3 separate regions of the Mus musculus genome follow, and regions 2 and 3 are each linked to region 1. The links are chromatin contacts, called in public HiChIP or PLAC-seq maps. All regions are on one chromosome and are shown on one strand. Each heading gives the region's core, a stretch centred on a gene start, on an enhancer-like site or on the middle of the called end of the contact. The rest is flanking DNA. Distances are from core to core; before and after follow the strand shown.

Region 1 (4,019 bases), core at 715-3,214:
GTTGGCCTTTAGTGCAGGATACAGCTGGAGATGACCTTGAACTTTTGATCTTCCCACCTGGACTTCCTGAGTTCTAGGACTAAGGTGTTTATTAGCACACCTGTACATCCTGTGTTAGACCATGAGTTCTATGATAGCCTGGGATACATGAGACTACCCTGTCTTAAAAAGGGGATGAGTTGGTCTGCAGAGATAACTTAGGCGTCTGAGGACCTAAGCATGCTTGGAAGTCTTGCGCCAGGGAGTCAGAATCACGAGGATCCATGGGAACTCTCTGTGCAACCATTTTGTGTCCATTAGCCCTGTATCAGAAGAGGTGGATGGTGTTCCTAAAGATGACATTAGCGGCTGTCCTCTGGCCTCCACAAGCATTCACACACACACACACACATGATTAACTTATGTGCACATACATATACATCTTAAAAGTAAGCTTCCTGAAGCTCAGGCAGTGCTGGCCTGTTGTCCATATAATCTCTATTCTTTAACAAAATCCATAGCTCACAAATACACAGAAAAGAGATTTATTTTGTTTCCTACCAAGTGGGCTTTGGCCTTCACAGTCTCGACATGCACATTCAGTCAGTTTCTTAACTTGGCATCCACAAGACAGTAGAAGGACTCAAGTGTGGGAAGACATCCTTCATCTGCCCGAATTCCTGCCTCCTCTGGCAGATCAAGTTTTCTAACTTACAGAACTGAAAATGTCTTTTGTGGTTTGAGGAAAGGAATTGAAATGACGTCACGGTTTATGTTTAGAATGTGTATGAATCAAACTCTTTATCTGAAGGCTGTTTTCTCTGGGGGCGGTTGGGGCGGGGGGGGGGGGGGGAGTCCTGTATGCTTGCCCTGATTCTGTTCTCCAGGAACTTAGAACAGTGGCTTATGCAGAGTCAGTGGTCGGTGAGTAAGGGCTGATGAATTCATGCATAAAGCAATATGTCCCTCCATTTCATTATATGAGAAACAAAATCATTACTCAATGAGTAAAGGAATAATTTTCTCAATTTTCCCTTTTTATTTAATGGCAGCCATTGTTCTCACCTTAGTTATTGAAAGCTTCTGCTAAAGCCATATCGGTCCACTTGGTTAATCTTGTACATAATCTGTTTGTGTTTATTTTGTCCTAGTTGGACAAAATTTTGCCAAGAGTCTGCCTTTCCCATCAGATAAGGTACATCAGCTCTTATTTAGCAAAGACTAGCTCAAAACCCCAAGCCTTCAAGGATGTGCGTTCAGTGGCTGACCCATCCATATATTCGTGCTTCTTTGTGTGTATATGTGTAAGAATTAGTGCACTATGTGCATGAGTGGCCTGGGATGTCTTCTATCAATTTCCTTCTACCATACTTTTTCAGGTGAGGTTTCTCATTGAACCCGGAGCTTAATGATAGAGCAAGACTGGCTGGCTGGTGAGCCCTAGAGATCCTCCTGTTCCCCACTCCCACCCCCAACCCCCAAAGGATTATAGGCTTTGTCTGCTTCATCTGTGTGTTTTATTTTTTTTTCCTGTCCCCAAACCCTGGCTGGATTGATGAGGGACTGAAGAGAGAGGAGGCACACAGGCTCATGGACAGAAAAGTTGGGCTCTGTTAGGCCATGCATGTCATAATGGAGACATACCATCATGAAACAATCATGAAACTCAGTGTGTGTGTGTGTGTGTTTTTTTTTTTTTTTTAGATCTGAATTGAGGAGGTGGCTTTATGGTTAATGGCTGAACAAGGAGGCAGGTTTTGCTAATCTCTGTAGGAGATCCTGTAGGTGAACAGTCTCAGGCCACAGTCATCCTGGGAGGAAGAAGCTGTGGTTGATAATCTCTGCACACGATGTCAGCATCAATACTTGAACCAGAGGAAGTCTTTTCTTGATCTCTGAGCCTCACATGGGGAAGGCTTTGCCTCTTGTGGGTCTGATGCATTGATGACTTTCCCATGTCAAGAATGAACACTCAGTCTGGGCTTTCTTGGCTTACTCACTTCAAGCTTGCATGGCAAGGACTTTACTGTCTGAGCCATCACACAGAACTCTTAAGGTATGTCTTCTAGCCACTGGTAATCATCAGCTTGCAGCCAGGTCCCTTATTTGTGCTTGGTGTGCCCAGAGGCTTGGTGTCTTTGCATGCCCCATGTACTATTTATGACAAAGTGGTGGGTGTGGACGTTGCATGCATAATCATAGAGGATACTTTACCCATTTGGACCAAACAGATTAGAGCATCTTGATGTCCTTTTGGTGGCAATGGAGGTGAAGAGGAGACAGCTGGACTTGGATTAGATAACTACTGAGGAATACAGGCTCTGAGCTCAACTGTGGGGACCTTCTTTTTTACAACAAGATGGTATACTTTGGGGTTCTTGTCCAAAATCAGAGGGTTTTGTTTGTTTGTTTGGTTTTGGTTTTTTGTGAACTTTCTCCACATCAATAGGGTGCTCCAGTGAAGAATTTTGGGCTTCTCATCTCTGCAACATTTTTGCTTTAATATAAATTCATTAATCAGCCAATGTTTCATGCTCTCTCGAAAAGAGAGATGAGAGAACCCAACTCTACCCCATACTCTATCTAGGTTACAAAACATTGGCTGTCAAAGGCCTAGATGGATTGCAGCGCCAGATCTCCTGTGCCTCTGTGTGTGCTGTGCTGTGTTAGGTTCACTTAATATCTTAACTGTGGATTGAGACTTCAGACATGCTGTCTTGTAAATTCAGCAAAAGAAGGAGCAGCAGCAGCAGGAGGAAGAGGAGGAGGAGGAGGAGGAAGAGGAGGAGGAGGAGGAGGAACTGAAGACATGGAGACAGATCCTGGACAGCTTGATAGTTGTGACTCCCATGTATCTATGTATCTGTCTGTTCTCCCTGACACCTGTCATTAAAAGATTGAGTTTGTTGAAATACCAGCATTCATTGGCCTCCTGGTCATATCAAGTTCGGCAGTCTAAGGAGCAAAAGATTCCCTAATGGATCTTTTTCAGTTCTGAAGAAGTGCTGAGTATAAAAATAATAATTCATGGTACAGTGTGTTCTTCTATCCACTGGGGAGGTACAGGTACGATTAAAAAACATAGCTACAGATAAGAACATCTTTAGCTGTTTGTTAAAGGGCCAGAGGACTCTTTGTTTCTATCCTGGTTGGTAGCCTTTACAGGGTGTAATCTGGCTGTCGTGGTTTGTTACCTTATCCAAACCTTTCATTTGAAAGTGATTGGTGAAATTGCTTTGAGACACCTCCCCATATCAACACAGAGAGAAGGAATTTCCACGCACACACCTCCACCCCCTTCCTTTCTACTTTTGAAATAGGGTCTTAACTCTATAACTCTGGTTAACTTGAGGCTTGGTCCAGGCTGGCCTTGAACTTCCACTAATCCTCCTGCCTCCGCCTCTTCACAGAGGTGCAATTACAGGCTTTTGCTACTACACCTCACCCTTAGGGGAAGAGTTTGAAGTTTTGTTTCTTCATGAACAGAGTTTAATCATAGGGGTTGTAGCATTTTATGAATGACAGTGTGTAAGACTGGAGTGTCAGGACGAAGACTGAAGTGATGTGAAGATTCAAACTGGTGGTAACTTTCAGAAGCAACCTGGATGAAAAGGACATTCAAGCTGTCGGATGTGATCAGTTTTGTCATCCTGAGCGAGCCTCATCAGCCACCAGTGAGATAGTTACAGAGAGCCTGGACCTAATGGATAGTAGGCATTGGAAATGTCTAACGTTGTTATCTTGTGTATGAATCGCTCCTAGGGTCAAGCAGTAATTCCCATCAGCGTCTTGACTTGTCTGGCCAATTAAGCAGACATGTCTCTGCAGTGGAAGCCTATTAAGTGGATAGGGTTGGGTTCTGCTGGTATAATTACAAGTAAGAACAGTTCACCATCCATCTCTTAGATTTGTCCAAATAAACAAATACATATCCTAAGTAGAGGAAAGTCAAGAGTGAGCAGACAAAAACACACACCCCTTGCTTACACTCAGTGCGCATCCATATTCATACGTGGGTAGGTACCCTGGGATTCATTTCC
Region 2 (3,673 bases), core at 353-2,852, 290 kb after region 1:
ATACTCAAGAGTGTTTCTAGCCCAATGGTTCTCAAGCTTTGGGTTACAACCCTTTTGGGGGGTTACATAGCTGATATCCTGAATATCAGATATTTACATTGTGATTAATAACAGTAGCAAAATTATAGTTATGAAGTAGCAACGAAGTAATTTTATGGTTGAGGGGGTCACCATAACAAGAGGAACTATATTAAAAAGTTGTATTTTTAGGAAGGTTGAGAACCACAGTTCTAGCCCATATCCATTAATTGTCAAGAACGAAAGGTATACAGTAAGTAAGCCCATATTTTTGTGTTCTTGTAGTGGAAATCCTTTTTATTGTGCATTTTATATTTGCCATCATTGGACACAAACATCACTTTTAAAAAGTGTTCAAATGACATCCACTGACTCGTAATGTTAGAAAAATGGCTGCAGCATGTATACCATTTAAAATGATTTTTGGCATACTTGGAAGAGGGCTCTATTGCTGTGGTACTACCTCCCAATCACAAGTATCTGAGTTCATATAATAGATATCTACCTAAAAGTCAGGTTCCATAGTTGGAGCCTTTAATTCTAGTGTTGAATTGGGTAGACACATGCAGATCCGTGGAACACATTGGTTGGCCAGGCTTAAGGAGTCCATAAACTCAAGATTCAATAAGAAATCCTATCTCAAAAATAGGATGGAAGACACTCAAGGGAGACATCTGATGTTGGCCTTTAGCCTCATACACATGTACAGACATCTACACATACATGTATATACATCACACACAGAGACAGACAGAGAGACAGAGACAGAGAGAGACGGAAAGACAGAGAGAATATAAGTTTTCCTGGTATTTGTTACTACATTGGGAGACCACTTCTGATAAGAAGCCCAATTGATTGAACAGTTTTCCCCATTATTTGTTCAGTAACTCCATATCCTTAGGCTTCACATCACACTCTTTTTCTCCTGATAATGATTGCATGGTACAACCTATATTAAAAAAGGCCTTTACCAGTGTTTAATAATTAAGAAAGTCCCTGTATTTCACACAAGTTGTTTGTAATCAACTTAGGACCGAAACGGTGTATAACATTACTCATTTCTGGGATGATAAGAGACCTGTGAACACCTTGTGAAAGAGAGTACAGGGCAGACAGGAAGCATGCACTTGGTGTGAGAGCTTCCTAGTGGCTTTGTTAGGAGGGCCTTCGTATTCTTTTTATGTATTTATGTGTGATTATTTATTTGTGATTATGTATTATATGTGATTATTTTTCCTGATTCTTCCATTTCCACTTCCCTCCTGCATTACTGACATTTTTCCCTTTTATTTTTGACATTTTTATGCCAAGAAAATGGTGTTAACTAGGTATTAACTACACATAGCAGTATTCTCTGACTATATGAGTGGAGTAGCCTTTAAATAGTTCTTCATTTGGATCTAAAAATGAATATTTACTGAAAACTTTCTCTAGTTCATGTAATTTGTTAAAAGAATTGTAGGCACCTCAGATTTTGGCGAATGTGTGTTCTCTGATGAGGAAGTGACTGTCCCTCTCTGTGTCATTTCCTAGTTCTGAAACCTTGTTGACACCAAGCTCCTTTGTAAAGGAGTCAACAGAAAGGTCTTTGATAATGTCCCTGACTCATTATTAGTGGACATTGTATGTCTGGCTGGCACTTTTTCCCCTGTGTGGTAAAGTCAGCCTCATGTGGTGTTGCACAACCTTCCCTAACTCCTGTGCGTCAATGAGAATCAAAGGACTCCTTACAATGAAAAACAAAAGCTTGGCTTGGAGTCCCCAGATGAGCAATCCCTGAGCAAGACATGGGACTTAGATTCTACAGTCAATGCTCATCATCATTCTTTGTGCGAACTTGTCTTTTGTAAAAGTATTCTGAAATTTTTATTTTGTTTTTTTTTGGGGGGGGGTGCGGGGACAGATCTTGAAATTCTGTTATTCCTGATCTCACCACCCTTCTCTCCGCCCATTCCCACTCTTACAAGTCCCTCCACCCATTATCCCTGTAGCCTTCAGACAAGTGGAAGCTCCCCTTAGGGGGCCACACCACCCTGGAACCCCCAGTTGGCAGCATAGACACACATAGAAGCATAGAAGCACATCTTATACTTGAGGCTCAATGAGGTAGTCCAGTTAGGGGAAAGAAACCCAATAGCAGGCAGCTGAGCCAGAGACAGCATCTTCTCCAATTGTTAGTGGACCCACATGAGGACCAAGCTGCACATCTGCCACAAATATATAGGTGGCCTAGGTTTAGCCCTTGAATGATGCTCTTTGCTTGGCGGTTCAGTCTTGGTGAGCTTCACCCCCTAAGAAAATCTTTACTGTAGGGACTCTTTACCTATGGTTTCATTTCTCTCCGTGAGGGAACATTTGGAAACAGGTTGGATCAGGATAATTTTGTAGGGAAGGCACTGGGTAGTCAGGTAGAAATCCTATTCAGGCACTTAGCAGGAGGACCAATTGTTTCATCCATTATCTAATCTCTGAGGTGGAAATAACTATTTTCCTCACCGGAATGGTAATGTGTTAAAAAAAATTAAAAAGCCATGGTAGAGCATAGATTCCAATTCAGAAAAAAAGGTTCTACTGTTCCCTTGGTTTGTTTGAAAAGATTTATTTTTATTTGGTTTATATGTATGTGTTTGTATTTGACACTCTGTAGGTAGCTGTACAGATTAGAAGAGAGCGTGAAATTCCCTGGAGCTGGGATTATACAAAATAGTGCTGCACTCTGAGTGGTTGCTGGCAACCAAATTCAACTTCTCTTGAGCTTCTCTTACCCACCGAGCCATCTCTCCTCTCCCGTCAGCTTCTCTTGAGCTTCTCTTACCCACCGAGCCATCTCTCCTCTCCCATCAGCTTCTCTTGAGCTTCTCTTACCCACTGAGCCATCTCTCCTCTCCCGTGGGCTCCTATTCTTAGGGGCTGGAAGAGTTCATGTCTATTGCTTGTGAGAAGGTCAAAGTGATAGTGGGACCTTTCAAAGTTTATACTATTGCGATCTCAAGGGAACTCTTGTGACATTTGGCCAGCGTGATATTTTGCACCATTGCTTTGCCTCTGCATGGATGTCATGCTATATGGAAAAATCTTTGTTCCTTTTACTGTGGAAATAAAAATGTTCCTGAATTTGAGCATCCTGCCACTCCTTTGGTAGTGTGTGGCTATGATGGTCTGAGTAATTTGCTTTCTCCAGCTGTTCCTGTCGCTCAGCTTGCCCTGTTTTCATTCCTCTCCTTAATGAGTGGGAAGAACAATGGTGTTTTTGATGGACACACACAAACTTTTCTTTAAAAGGGGAAAGTGTCTATGTCAAAAAAGGGGGGGGTGGTTTATTTTAAGATGTGGAGATGTGTAGAGCAGTGTAGAAAACTATAAATAAAACCTAATGTTGGAAATGAAATGATTGTGGGGAGGACAATCCCCTTTATAACAAAATCTAATTTAGTGAAAGTGAACATGCATCCTTAGGGATGCCTTGCCCAGTCTCCATCCATCATTTCCAAACTGGTTTTGCTATCAAAACATGACTTACCAGCCTTCCTATATGGTCCAAGGTCTCCTTCACCTCAATAATTCAGCTAATGAACATTGAACAGCCAAGAACTATGTGGAGAAAAGATCCTTTTTGAAAGTTGCTATCATTAAGGTATAAGCCATATGGACTCAA
Region 3 (4,125 bases), core at 1,461-3,960, 440 kb after region 1:
AAAGCTGTAGTGAGTCTGGTGTAGGAGTCAGAATGGAGATCCTGTTAGGAGCTGACTTGCGAAAAGGACTCCATAAAGGTCTTAGGGTAGATTTTGACATTCCTAGGCCAGTGGCATCTTTGTGAAATGGGAAGACAAAGATGGTATAACTGAAGATTACCAAGCGGGGAGACTGAGAACTTGTTGTCAATGATTTCAATGTCTTCCTTACACAAAGAAACATGCAAAATGTGTATGTCAGTATATTTAGCTTAAAAGATAGTAGGCTCAAATGAACTGGGTGATGCTGCTCATTTCAATATTAATGGCCTCCTAGCAATTCAATAGATAACACTTCACTAACTAACTTGTAATAGTTACTCGGTATTGTTCGTATGGTTATTTGACTAACATTTTCTAGTTGTGATTTAAAGCAGAATGTGAGAAAGATAAATCACTTCATGTTGATGAAGAAAATAAGGAAAGACTCTGTAGTACTCTCCCAGCCTCTTGGGCTTTAATACTTTCAAGGAAAAGACCTAAAGGCATATGCTTCTTTGAGATAAAATATATTTTGCATCCCAGTCTTTCTACTTACATTCTGAGCCTGTGCCTTCACCCCCTCCCCAGCATTGGCTCTGAGGCAAGTCTTATCTCCTGCCAACATGCATCCTGGCATGTTATATTTCTTAAATGAATGGAAACCTTGTTTGGAAAGGGAAGAAATACAATGATCACCTTACCTGTTTAAATGGCCATGTGAGTGTGCTTTGGTCAGCCTCATTAAAAAATATGTTTACTGGGTAAGTTCTATGTCTGTGTGAATTACTCTATAAGAATTCGTTCATCATAGCTGTTAGGGCATGGAAGTCCAGTTAAGTGAGTATTTCATATGCATTTTAAAATGTAGGTCCACTGTTTAATGAAATGAGAAGGAGTTAGAGTTAGAGCTTAGCTCTATCTAAAGCTTTCATTTCCTATGTAGGAGGTGATGTCACAAAGGTCACCCTTTGTTCAACAATAAGCATCAAATACATAATTGCAATGGTTCAAATGTACCAAACCTAAAAAGCCAAGAAGGTTTGGGAGATCCCAGAAGAAATACCTTAGCCTTCTGTGAAATACTGGCCACAGGATCTGGCATAGACTAGATGCTTAAAACTATTTTCTGCTCTTCTAACCTTTTAGCTGTCATGTTTTTTAGTTCTTGCCCTTGAGAATGGCTGGTGATATTCTATTGTGCTAGATGGAGGTTCTGCTAGCATATTCCCAGAGTGAGTCAGATATCTGTTTTCTTCAGATAACAGATAACACAGAACTTCATGCAAACAAAGTCAGGAGCTGGTGAGTCACAGCAAGTCAGCTTGGCCCTGTAAATCTCTCTTGCTTTCTTGATCAAGCAACATCATCTCTCCATGTTGGCTTAAAAAAAAGTGATCTCAAGTGTTTGCCAAGCGAGCAAATGTCAGCTATGGGGGAAACAGTTTGCACTTTATATTCTAGAAACTTTGGAAATATTTACCACACTTGAAAGAACAATTTAATGTAAAGGAAAAGGAGTCAAAGTAATTTTTTAAATGTTGTTGTTTTAAAATTATGGCTGGTAAATGGCTCAGTATCTAGTAGCAGTTGCTGTTTAACTATGAGGGCCACACTCAAAGTACCAGCACCCATGTAGAAAAAAAGTTTTGGGTTCAAATTCAAACTGCTTATATTTTCTTTCACCCAGAGTGATTTAATTTACAGCTTCAAAAGTCAACATAAATAGATTCTGCTGTATAAGTTACCAACCATCTGATATTACCATCTCTGCAAGGTCACCTGGGAAATGTGCTAGGCTGAGCATTGCAGGGCTCTCTGTCCTTTCAAACCAGGGCATAGTCCGTATTTTAGACATAATATCTATTCTCACATCAAAAAAAAAATCTGGATTTAGAACTAGTGATGAACAGAACTTGAATTTTGGAGTTGGGTAGTCTCTGTCTAGTCCCCAGCTGTGGGCATAGAGAACTGGGCACACTTGAAGACCTTTACCTCTCTAGGCTACTGTGTCTGCACAGGGGACAGTGTCATGGGATGTAAAAGAGACTGAAGTTTTAAAAGTGCTTTGAAAAGACTAGATTGTCACAAAGGCCACTAGTGTCAGCTAATAATCGTCAAATACATAATTGTAATGGTTCAAACCTGGCAAATCTACAAAGGTGAGGAAACTTGGAAAACTCAAGAAACATTTTAGGACTTCTGTGAACTAATATCACAAACATATGGAGTAGATTTCCCAATTTGAACACACCGTAGCCTTGGGATTAAGATGAAAATCATTGACTTTTACCCACCCTGGAAAGTCTGACAGAAGTTCAATACATTTGACCCTTCACAAACCTGACTTAGTTTGCCAGCACCAGGGAGCCAGGGAACAGTAGATGAAGAAGGAGATCTGCCTCCGAGCCTCCAGACCCAACTGATTGAAAGTTCAGGGTTACACAGAAACCGTGAACACACCTTAACACTGCGCCACTCTACCTGTCTCTCCATCTAATTTCCAGCGACACTTTTTAGAGATTAAATCTCTAAATTTAATGCTCCGGATTTTCTGCAGCGCTGCTTTTTAGCTCATTCCCCAAATTATGCTGCAGTTGGACGAGATTCAGTTGCTTCTGAGAGGCTGTTGTTTGGCTTCTGGATTCCATTCACATGACTTTCCCCCTCATCCCTCATAGATCATTAATAATAAACGCAGTCAAGGGTATGTTATGTGAAAACCAAGAGGCTGAACTTTTAAAGCTAGACCTATTAGGCTCTAGTAAGACATCAAGGTTTTAAGGAAGCTCACTGCCTCTAAATTATGCTCCCCTTTTTCCTTCTCCACCTTTTGTATAAGGCTTCTAGTCTTTACCCTGTTACATAAGAGAATCACAGATTAGGAGATGTCAGACGTGAGAGCTCATTAGTCCCACCTTCTAGCTCTTGCTGGTAAGATAACTGATAACAATATTGTCTTTGAAAAGAGATTTTCAAAATATATATATTGCATAAAAGATAACTTGGCATTGCTAGTATCTAAAAGGATATTTGAGTCAAGGCCAAACTCAGGATTAGGAAACTGAGTGACTTGTAAGCATATTAAAAGTTGGGCAACAGAGAGTGGTATGGCATTATGGGATACATATTGGCCTTGAATACATTAAGAAGCAACTTTCAGTTTTACTAGTTGTATGACTTAACTACTTAGCTTTAAGTGAGAATCAGGATGTTACGATGTGGGGGATGTGATAGCAAATATGTCAAGAATCTTAGACAAACCTCACATGAAGTATATATAACTTCAATAAATTAAACTGTGAACATTATGATAAAAACACTGTAAATATAATTCATGGTGGTACATAAATGTACGACTCTGAGAGACAGAGAATGACCCTTTCTATAATCCCAGAAGTACAGACCAACCATAAAAGTTTTAAATAAGTAAAGGTCTTAATTTGCTTGGTATTGCAAGTTGACATTGGGTCACAGCAAACAGTCCAGCTTATGAAGTGACAGAATATAGTTTGAAACATTATGAAGTCCCTCACTAGACAGTTTGAATGTGCAGCCAGGGCCAGCCACTTCCTGTTTGTGTAGCTTTGAGCAAACACTTTACTCATTCCACGTCTACTTCCATTCACATCTCTGTAAAATGGTGACAGTAGCAGTGACTGTGATAGGAGTGTCCCAGGTTTTTCTGAAGTAGAAATTGTATCCCAGTGGGTACTTACTAAGAACCTTTATCCCTCCCCCCCACCCCATGTCCTCCCTCCTGCCTCCCTTTTACTTTTCTACATGCACAGCTCAGTGACATTAAGTACATTCATACTGTAGCACCATCAGCCATCTCCAGGTCTCTTCACTTTGCGAAGGAGAAACTCTGAGTGCATTTATCAGCCCCTGCAAGTCATCATTTCGTTTTCTATCATTCTGAACTTCACTATGAGACTTATTTTGTATAATGGAATTATGTCGTATTTGTTCTTTAGGGCTTGGATTTATTTCACAACACATAGTGCTTTCAAAAGTTACCCATAAAGCCGGGTGTGGTGGCGCACGCCTTTAATCCCAGCACTTGGGAGGCAGAGGCAGGCGGATTTCTGAGTTCGAGGCCAGCCT

The links. HiChIP or PLAC-seq counts read pairs in DNA pulled down with a chosen protein or histone mark.
Region 2: a FOXA1 HiChIP or PLAC-seq map of pancreatic cancer cells shows a contact between it and region 1. The contact joins two enhancer-like sites. A contact is called at or near these places in 4 of 115 datasets of contacts at active chromatin or transcription factors (CD8 T cells, bone marrow-derived macrophages, double positive thymocytes and 1 more).
Region 3: a FOXA1 HiChIP or PLAC-seq map of pancreatic cancer cells shows a contact between it and region 1. The contact joins two enhancer-like sites. A contact is called at or near these places in 1 of 484 Hi-C or Micro-C datasets (the N1E-115 cell line) and 1 of 115 datasets of contacts at active chromatin or transcription factors (pancreatic cancer cells).

The regions. Positions count from the first base shown.
Region 1 is chr13:28,747,871-28,751,889 of GRCm38.p6, reverse strand. All of the region lies in intron 3 of 2610307P16Rik (RIKEN cDNA 2610307P16 gene), which reads left to right. Among named protein-coding and RNA genes, the nearest start is that of Mir6368, 39 kb to the right of the region's middle. Within about 2 kb of position 1,964, at least 10 of the 459 cell types and tissues checked have an H3K27ac peak or open chromatin away from gene starts, as enhancers often do. A contact at or near this core is called in pancreatic cancer cells, where this site is marked.
Region 2 is chr13:28,455,605-28,459,277 of GRCm38.p6, reverse strand. No RefSeq gene overlaps it. Among named protein-coding and RNA genes, the nearest start is that of Gm40841, 36 kb to the right of the region's middle. Within about 2 kb of position 1,602, at least 27 of the 459 cell types and tissues checked have an H3K27ac peak or open chromatin away from gene starts, as enhancers often do. A contact at or near this core is called in pancreatic cancer cells, where this site is marked.
Region 3 is chr13:28,310,841-28,314,965 of GRCm38.p6, reverse strand. No RefSeq gene overlaps it. Among named protein-coding and RNA genes, the nearest start is that of Gm34385, 17 kb to the right of the region's middle. Within about 2 kb of position 2,710, at least 37 of the 459 cell types and tissues checked have an H3K27ac peak or open chromatin away from gene starts, as enhancers often do. A contact at or near this core is called in pancreatic cancer cells, where this site is marked.